3 separate regions of the Mus musculus genome follow, and regions 2 and 3 are each linked to region 1. The links are chromatin contacts, called in public HiCAR-type and HiChIP or PLAC-seq maps. All regions are on one chromosome and are shown on one strand. The core of a region is the stretch at or near the end of the contact, and the rest is flanking DNA. Distances in the headings are between cores, read along the strand shown.

Region 1 (2,738 bases), core at 165-2,664:
TCTAACAAGGAGGTCATCTCAGAAATAAAGAAGTATTGCTGTTTGGATGGATGCTCAGCTCCCAGTTACAGAGTGTGGAGGGTTCTGATAAATCCTCCAGACGAAGGGCGTGGAAATAGGGGTCAGAGCTCACATTCTGGTTCATTTACTGATAACTAATCTGCCAATAGATTAGGGGAGAATGTCTGCTATGACCCCCTGGGGTGGCATCCTGGGAGAGGACCTGTGGGCAGCTGCCTGGGGGTGCCATGGGAACCCAGGACTGGATTCTAGCCAGTCTGCAGGGAGGGGTCCTTGGCCAGAGCAGGAGTAACAGTAGGCAGAGCTGCCCAGCTCTAGGGTGGACACACAGGGATGAGAGCATGAGGGTTCTGGGGCCAGGGCTTTCCCTGCTCAGCTATCTGGGAAAGATAAGGGTGATGAGTAAGCCAGTGAAAGGTGTTCGTAACCCACGAGCCATTCCCCCCCCCACCCCCCCCATGAGCAGTTTTAAGTTCTTCAAGCCACATACAGCCAGACTGGGCAGAAGCACTGAGCCAGGTCCCCATGTATCTGGCTCCCATAGGCTTCATCAGACCTTGTGGAACTTGTCTGAAAGTGAGACAAGGTTCCCTGCCTTGTGAGGGTAGAGAGGCCATCAGTCACAGGGTGGTTGCTGTTACAGAAGTTCTGCCAGGCAGGACCTACAGCTTGCCAGCATGATGGGGTGACCAGGCTGATCCTCCAGGGACCAGCTGTCATTGTGACACTCCCCAGATGGAATGTGTCCCACATGATGGGCGTGCTGTGCTAGGACATCCATAGGTTGGAGTTCAGGCAGCCTTAGGGTAGGGCAGGCTCCCCTGCTTTGTATCCCCAGCTCTTCTCGCTATTCCGAGAGGCTGGGTAAGTTTCTTCCAAAACCTGTGTGTTCTTGGGGAAGTGTGGACATCGTTCCTGAGCAGGATGCAGGCAGCTGGTTAGTTTGATAAATACAGCAGCGTGTCCGTCTTTTCTAGGGTGCAATCCCTGGGTCTTTCATCATGTAAACTCTGCTCCATCCTTCACTGGAAGACCTGTTCACACGTATTTGTATTTGTCTTCCTGGAACTGTCAGGCTTTGTACCTGAGGATTTAGTGCTCTTTGCACAGGGTTCATTCAGCTCAGGGGGCCAGTTCACTGTGAAGACGCCCTAACACCTAGACCCCCACCGAAGTCAACCTTCTGAGCCCTTGAGCACAGCTTTATTGGAGGGAGAAGCGTGCTGGTAGACAGTCCTGAGCTCGGCATTGCTTCAAGGGGTCGAGCGTGCGACCCTTGCCTCGCCTGCTCCGCCCCAGCTGGGCTCCCACGCCCTCTGGGACCGCCCGGCGCCCCCGCCTGACCACGCCTCTTCGGATCTCCCGCCCCCTGGCCGCCGGGGAAGGGGAGTGTTCGGGGCGTGGCGGGAGCACCCCCCAACCCCCGCCCGGGCTGCTGCGCGCCGGGCAGCCCCAGTTCAGTGCACTGTGGCAGCGGGGGTGGCGGGAGCAGCTGGCGCCGTGCGATCCACTCCGGCGGGGGGACTCAGTGGTGGGCGGCCGGCCACTGGGACAGAGGAGACCCTGGAAAAGCGGGCCGAGAGACGGAGCCGCGCGTGGTGAGTTGGGCTCTAGCGGCCGCCAGGTTAGTGTGAAGGACTCGGCTGGCACTCGGAGGTTCCGGGCGGGCTCAGAAGCAGTCAGGGGGTGAGATATGCGGGAAGTGGAGCGGTTCGTAAGTGCGGCGAGGCCGGGGCAAGGCGCGGGCTTCCCGCTCTGGAAAGTTTGCGGCTACTGCCTCCGTCCTGGGAGGGCTCTGCGGCAACCAGGGAGGGAAGGAGGAGGGAGGAACCGCGGCTGGGAGGAGGCGGCCGGCGCCAGGCAGCCCGGGAGAGAGCTAGGAGTCGGCGGGCGGGGCGGCCGGGGGTCGGGGTTCAGGAGCGAGGCCGCGCTTCCCCGCTGCCCTCCGGAGTAACTCAGTGCTCTCCTCCTGTAGTCTCCACAGAGGCGTTCTCCCACCGGCGCCGGAGCCGGGCGTGGGGGGTTGCAGCATGCCCGCGCGCGCTGCTTGAGGACGCCGCGGCCCCCGCTCTGGAGCCATGGTAGTCCCGGCCTGCGTGCTAGTGTTCTGCGTGGCGGTCGTGGCTGGAGCTACTTCCGAGCCTCCTGGTCCAGAGCAGCGAGTTGTGCGGAGAGCGGCAGGTAAGGACTGACCCAAGGTGTTCTTCTGGGGGCCGGCCCTGAATCACAGGGGCTTTGGCAATGGTGAACAGCCCTTGGGTGAGGAAGGGGCGTCGGGTTGATTAGCACCACAGGGGCTAGTGCGCCGAGGTTTGTCCCCTGCCCCGCAGATCGCTGTCAGCTCGGACGCGGCAGTTTATAGGGGTGTCTGTAGGCTGGGAGCCACCACCCAAGTGCGAGGCGTCACGTGGACCGGTGCCCGTGACGGTGGTCCCAGGCAGAGGGGCGTTGGGAAGGCGCGCGAGCTGACTTCCCACGATTCCTATTGTTGCTTCTCGAATTTGAGAGGAGGAAAAATGCCTGTTATTGATTCAGCCGTTCTCCCGGAACAGTTCTTCCTCTGCTTCAGCTAAAGGAAGGCTGGACGTTGCGGGGTGGATAGTAGTATCCCAGCCAAAGCTCAGCTTCAGGGTTTCGCATGACAAGGTGACAGCTTCAGTGCGGCTGCTCCCCTCTTATCCTGTAGGCGGCCTGAGGGGTCGGTTCCCAGGGGCGCG
Region 2 (2,852 bases), core at 253-2,752, 1.3 Mb after region 1:
TTGGAATGCAGCAGGACGTGGCCCCTCCCTGAAGGGAAGAGCAAGTGCCAGCCGCCTGGGCTGGAGGATATGCTCATGGCCACAACCCCCAAATGACTCCACACCGGCTGTCCTGAGTCGGTTCCCCAGGGGCCTTCAGTGTGTGGGTAGTATGAATGGGGCTCTGTGGCCAGCAACAGTTTAGTGGAAGGCACTGGTGTGCCACATAGGTTATACAGGATAGAGGAACATATAGAGTGCCTTCCTAGACCTGGTGCCCTCTCCCCATCAAGATAACCAGGAAAACATTAAAAGCAGCCCTGTGACCCACTGAAGGTTTGCCCTCCAGATTCTCTAGAGGGGCTGTGGCAAGGACTCTCGGGTTGAGTACTGCTCTGGGGTCAGTACTTGTGGGTCCATCCTGGCCATGAGTCCTGACACCACTCTGACCCTCAGTTTCTCTATAAGGGGTAGACAGGAAGCAGTCTAAAGAGTCTGGGCAGGATATAGTGAAGACGCACGCACTGCGCGAACAGTTTGACACGTAGCCCTTTTCTACCCGGGTCAGAGCTCCTTGGGGTCGGGGATCAGGATGGGCAAATTCATCAAGCTTCATTGTGTGTCTGAGTTTATTTTGCTAGATGCAGTTAGTTGGCAATTGTGGGTGTTCTCTGTTCCCTGGGGTGCTAAGTCATGTATCTGGGGAGTCTATGACATAGGTCTAACAAATGCTTAAGTTCCACAGTAAGCTGGGGTGGTGGTATAAAACTTAGCACCGGCCTTAAGCAACCTTAACCTGGGCAACAGGCTGGGGTAGAGAAATTCAGAGGCTCTGAGGGCATTTGGCTGGACAGGGGGATACTAGGTGAGGCTGTTCCCAGGCAGCATGGATCCCTAGGCTCTTCATGCTGTAAGGCTGGTGCAAGCTGGCCTTCAGAAGTAGGAGAGACCAGCCAGGGAGACCTGGGGCAATGAGGTGACATAGTGGGCTCTGGTCCTGGCAGCCACTGAGGTCTGCTCTGCCAGATACTCAAGTTGAATGGGAGGGACAGTGACCTGAAGAGTACATATGCCCACTTTCTCATCTGCCTGGAGGGCGGCCACCTCTGGCGATGGGGAAGGCCTAGGGACTGGATAATGTATTGGACCTGGGCTGTTGGTCTGTTGTCAGGGGTGCCTCGTGGCCCCATGAGATGGAGGAAGGGCAGGTGCAAAGGATGAAGCCATTGAAGCCAAACCAAAACTGGGACTGGGCAGGCACAAGGCCACAAAGCCTTCTGTGGGGTTGTCTTGGGACAGTTTTCTTCCCTTTGGGAAACTGCCCCTGTCCCAGTTTCTCCTCCCAGGCTGAGTTTCGTTCTCCAGAGGCTGCTTCAGATGGTCTTAAGCAGTGGTCCTGAGACCTGGCAGGAGCAGCGTGGGCTGGCAGCCAGCAGAGTGCAGAGGCTGTCCAAGGCCACTGCCACCTACTGGCTTGCACTTTACTAGGGTCTTAAAGACTGAGGCCCGGGGTGCCCCGCCCAGTCTCCCCCACATCCAGGTCCCCGTGTCGCTGCGCCCCGCCCGCCGCGCCGGGCCCGCCCTCCTGGCGCAGCCCAAGGCCCTCCCGGAGCTATTTTGAAAGTGACCCTGGGCTCAGGCGCCCAGGACGCGTGGAGAGGGCGCAGCGGGCGGCGGGAACCATGACAGAAGATGACCGAGGCAGCGCTGGTGGAGGGCCAGGTCAAGCTGCGGGACGGCAAGAAGGTTGGGGCGCCGCGGGGGCGCGGGGCGGGGGCGCGCTTGGGTGGGGGCGGGGGCGCGGAGCGGGCGCGCGCGGGCGGCTTCTCACGCTGTCCTGTCTCCGCAGTGGAAGAGTAGGTGGCTGGTGCTGCGCAAGCCATCGCCGGTGGCAGGTGAGCGGCGGGGCCGCGGGCGGGACGGCGGGTGGCGGGTCTCAGCGAGCCATCCGGACCCTGCCGGCCCTACAACCGGTGGCTGAGGTGCCAGCTCTCCCGAAATAGCCGCGGGGGAGCCGCTGAAACCCAGCCCCACGGCGGTAACCGGAGAGTCGAAGCCGCTCGGGCGCCCGGACCCTGGGACCTGGCCACCCGCAACACAGACCTAACCGGTCCCCGAGTGTGGTGTTGTGGGGGTCCCAGTTCCTGTGTGGGCCAACACCTTTCCTGGACCAGCAGAAGCCCAGAGGGGCTGCAGCCTACCCATGGAGGAGCAGGCAGAATGTGCCTCGGTGATATAGGTGTCCTGGTGAAAATGTATCAGGAATTCCTAAGCCGCATCCCAAGCAGTGCCACCTCCTCCCAATCCCATACCCTCAGGTAGAGAAAAGATGGTCTGCCAGGTAGGAAGAGTCCTGTTTCTGTGTCCCAGGACCTTTACTTTGTTTGGGGGAGACACACTTCTGAGAAAAGAAAGTGGTACCAGGGTCTGCTCCCCTCAGTATGAGGAGAGCCAGGAAGGAGCCAGGGCAGCTCTGCAGCTCCAGCCTGGGACTGCAGCTGTTTCGGGAGACAGGTGCCTTGGAGTTGGCCCAGGATCCAGGGGTCTGTAGGGGAAGTTGGGTGGGGGCGCGTGTGTGGCTGCCTCACACATGTGCAGGCAGCCAGAGTGACTTCCAGGATGCTGGTGCCTGTCAGCTCCCTGGAGGGGTGGCACAATTCACTAGCTGCTTTTGTGAACAGTCTCCTTTTGTCTGGCTCCTGGTTCCACGGTGTCTTCACTCAGTCCTTCAAGCCCAGACCTTCTGTGGCAAAGCCTGGAGGGCTTCGGGGGGGGGGGGGGGCACGGTTCTTGTCTTTGGCATTCCAGGATATCCGGGGAGAGGGTGATTGGAGACTGGGGAGGGGAAGGGACCCTGGACACTGCCAGGCTTG
Region 3 (2,700 bases), core at 192-2,691, 1.7 Mb after region 1:
AACGCTCGCCTTGGCCGAGAACAGAAGATGGACCCACCTGATGGGAGGAGCTCAGCCTGGTCCCTGGGCACAGACCTTCCCTAGCACACAGGGGGCAGGGGGAAGCTCACTATGCTCTGTGTCTTTCCTGGATCCCCGTGGCTGGGATGGGGCCCGATACTCCCATCTTAAGACTGCGAGCGCCGAGCCTCGCAGCTGCACAGTGCCCCCACAAAAGACAGGGGTGCTATCCTAGTTGTGTGTTCGAAAAATAATCAGTCCCAGTCTGACTCCAAGGCTCACGCATCCCGTGATCTGGGAGACGGAAGCAATGTTGGGATTTCTTTTCAACTGGGCAAATGAGGGGGCCAGAAGTGGGAGAGCCCACTGTCTCTCAACTCCTTCCAGAGAGTTCTCTACACCAGGGAGTAGATCTGAGGGCCCTACACTGGAATTCATTCGTTTCCTTTTTAAAAGCTTGGAGACAGAAGCTAGAACTCACCCGGAGCCTAGTAGGACTTCCTCAGACCTCCAGGCCGTTCAGACAGCAAACAATGATAAGCAAGCAAGCAGAATGATGCCACGTGCCCTTAGGGCTGACCGAAATTGGTTGTGGAGAAAAGACCTTAATCATTTTCCGGATCCACTTTACCTCCTAAGGGCGGCTGTGAAGAACGGGAGGCTTGCCTCTGAGCATCCCCGCTCCCCAGCAGTGTCCAGGCCCAGTCTTACCTGGTCATTGTATGTACAAGTCCATTGTGGCCCCAAGATATGTCGCAGCCCACACCCCTCCTCTTTTTTCTAGAAGGGAACAATACTTTGGGCCAGCAAGAAGAAGGGCTTTTGGGGGACAGAGAGAATGGAATGGGGACGCTGTTCAAATCTTGAAGAAGCTCATTCTTTTCTGGGGCCTCTATTCACCCACCTTAATATCATGGGACCTACCTGGTGGAGCCATGTGCCCAGGCTCTGATCCAGGGCCTGAGCCTTGCCTTTACTGTGGGATTCGATGTCCCTCGTAGCAACATAGGACTAGTTGGGAGAGCATTGTGCCCCTAAGCCTAGGGTCTTGCGCTCAGAGTGGGCTCTGCATAGGTTTGGGTATCTTAGTATCCAACTCTCTGCCCAAACATGGAGGAGTAGAAGCCACTGTCTGAGGGAATCTAAGGTTCCAAAATGTCCAGCTGAGGAGCCACTGTCACTTCCCCAGGAGCTCTGCCATCCCTCATCCAGTGTCAGAACTCTCTTTCATCTGTTTCTTTAGAACCTCACTCTTGGCTTCGCCCCTTGAGGTCACTGTACCCACCTGATGTTGGCTTCACCCCACCGAGGTCACTGTTCCTACACGACATAAATGGCTCTCGAAGCTTGACAACCACAGCGCCTTTACATCTAGATTTGGATTGAGTTTTCTTTCTGAAATTTCTAAAATCCATTTCCCCCAAATGGGCAGGAGCCTCGCATGCTCGGCGGCAACCCCCACCCCCCCCCCCACCCCAGCGGCCTGGCCGCATTGATCCCACGCCTTACAGCACATCACATTAGCCTAATGGTTTCTCTGATGATTCAACTTCTTTTCCTTAAGAGCCGCCCCTCGGCCCTCCACCCTCCGCCGCGCCGAGGACCTCGCCCCTGGGACCCGCAGCCCGCGGGGAGGCGACGCGCTCCGGAGCCGGCGAGGCGCGCAGGGCGGCGGGATGTAACCGGTGGTCCGCGGGGAACCTGGCGCTCACCTTAGACTAGATCTTCAGAGGCTTCCGGAGTCAGACCCTCGAACCTTCCGACTCAGACCGGAGAAGAGCCAGGCAGCTCCGAAGCACAGCGACCGCTTGGGCCCCTGCCCTGGGACACGGACCCATGCTTCGGCCCTTCTGCCGGGGCAAGCAGGGCCCAGGCAGGCCTCCCCGGCCGCTAGCCAATCGGTTCTGCACGTCCCCATCTGCGCGCAGAGAAGCGGTGTTCGGTATAGAAAATTAAACACACGCGCACACGCGCGAGCGCGCACACACACAGAAGGGGCTTTCCAAATTCAGGCACCCACGGATAGCTGAGTTTTTTTCTTTTTCTTTATCTTTTCTTTAAATGTTGTTGTTGTTGTTGTTTTGTCTCTCTGTGTAGACCAGTCTGGCCTCGAGCTGAGAGAGAGATCCATGTGCCTTTAATCTGTTGAGATTAAAGGTTTGCCACCACCAATCCTGGCTGAGTTTTGTTTTGATTTTGACATATTCTTAGTTTTGCAGGGCTGGCGATGAAATTCAAGGTTTCAAGTAGGCTTCAAGCCTGAGCGTTCACTAACCCGTTCATTGGTTTGTTTGCAAATAGGAAATGTATTGTCGGAGCAGAAAAATTAAAGGTGTGATCAAGCATGCTGGAAGAAAAGCTCTCTTCCGGCCTCCAAGATGAAAACTCACTCCAGACAGACAAGTCTGCTTATTATTATTATTATTATTATTATTATTACTATTATTATGATAAGATCTGCCTTGTAGCTCAGGCTGACTTCCAGCTCCTGGCCCTCTTAACCTCACTCACCTCCTAAATGCTAGCTTTATAGACCCCACCTGAAGTTTACAAGCCCTGAAGTTCTCAAGAGTATGGAATCCACTTGTATAGTGTGGAACCTCTCACCAAATCCTTAAAGGAAAAAAAAAGTTCGTTTTCACTTAGATACAGTAAAGGTTTAAACTGAGAGACACCCCCCCCCAGGCTGGGGGTTTGAGC

The links. HiCAR-type assays count read pairs that join an accessible place to other places. HiChIP or PLAC-seq counts read pairs in DNA pulled down with a chosen protein or histone mark.
Region 2: a HiCAR-type map of astrocytes shows a contact between it and region 1, with 2.4 times the contacts expected there. The contact joins the promoter of Dok7 here to the promoter of Fgfr3 in region 1. A contact is called at or near these places in 1 of 39 promoter capture datasets (liver), 1 of 115 datasets of contacts at active chromatin or transcription factors (astrocytes) and 1 of 9 other capture datasets (adipose tissue).
Region 3: an H3K4me3 HiChIP or PLAC-seq map of embryonic stem cells shows a contact between it and region 1, with 9 times the contacts expected there. The contact joins the promoter of A930033C23Rik here to the promoter of Fgfr3 in region 1. A contact is called at or near these places in 9 of 484 Hi-C or Micro-C datasets (all in embryonic stem cells), 2 of 115 datasets of contacts at active chromatin or transcription factors (both in embryonic stem cells) and 1 of 9 other capture datasets (embryonic stem cells).

Annotation. Positions count from the first base shown.
Region 1 is chr5:33,720,310-33,723,047 of GRCm38.p6, forward strand. Fgfr3 (fibroblast growth factor receptor 3) reads left to right here and starts at 1,415. Exons shown (of 18, transcript NM_008010.5): 1 at 1,415-1,619; 2 at 1,997-2,202. The coding sequence starts at 2,100. RefSeq lists promoters at 1,260-2,100, 1,260-1,464 and enhancers at 1,620-1,996, 1,827-1,885.
Region 2 is chr5:35,055,264-35,058,115 of GRCm38.p6, forward strand. It overlaps Dok7 (docking protein 7), which reads left to right and starts at 1,503. Exons shown (of 10, transcript NM_001348478.1): 1 at 1,503-1,725; 2 at 1,829-1,874. The coding sequence starts at 1,672.
Region 3 is chr5:35,398,114-35,400,813 of GRCm38.p6, forward strand. It overlaps A930033C23Rik (a long non-coding RNA gene), which reads right to left and starts at 1,442. Exons shown (of 3, transcript XR_003955880.1): 1 at 712-1,442; 2 at 1-575. It also overlaps a transcript of Hmx1 not described here.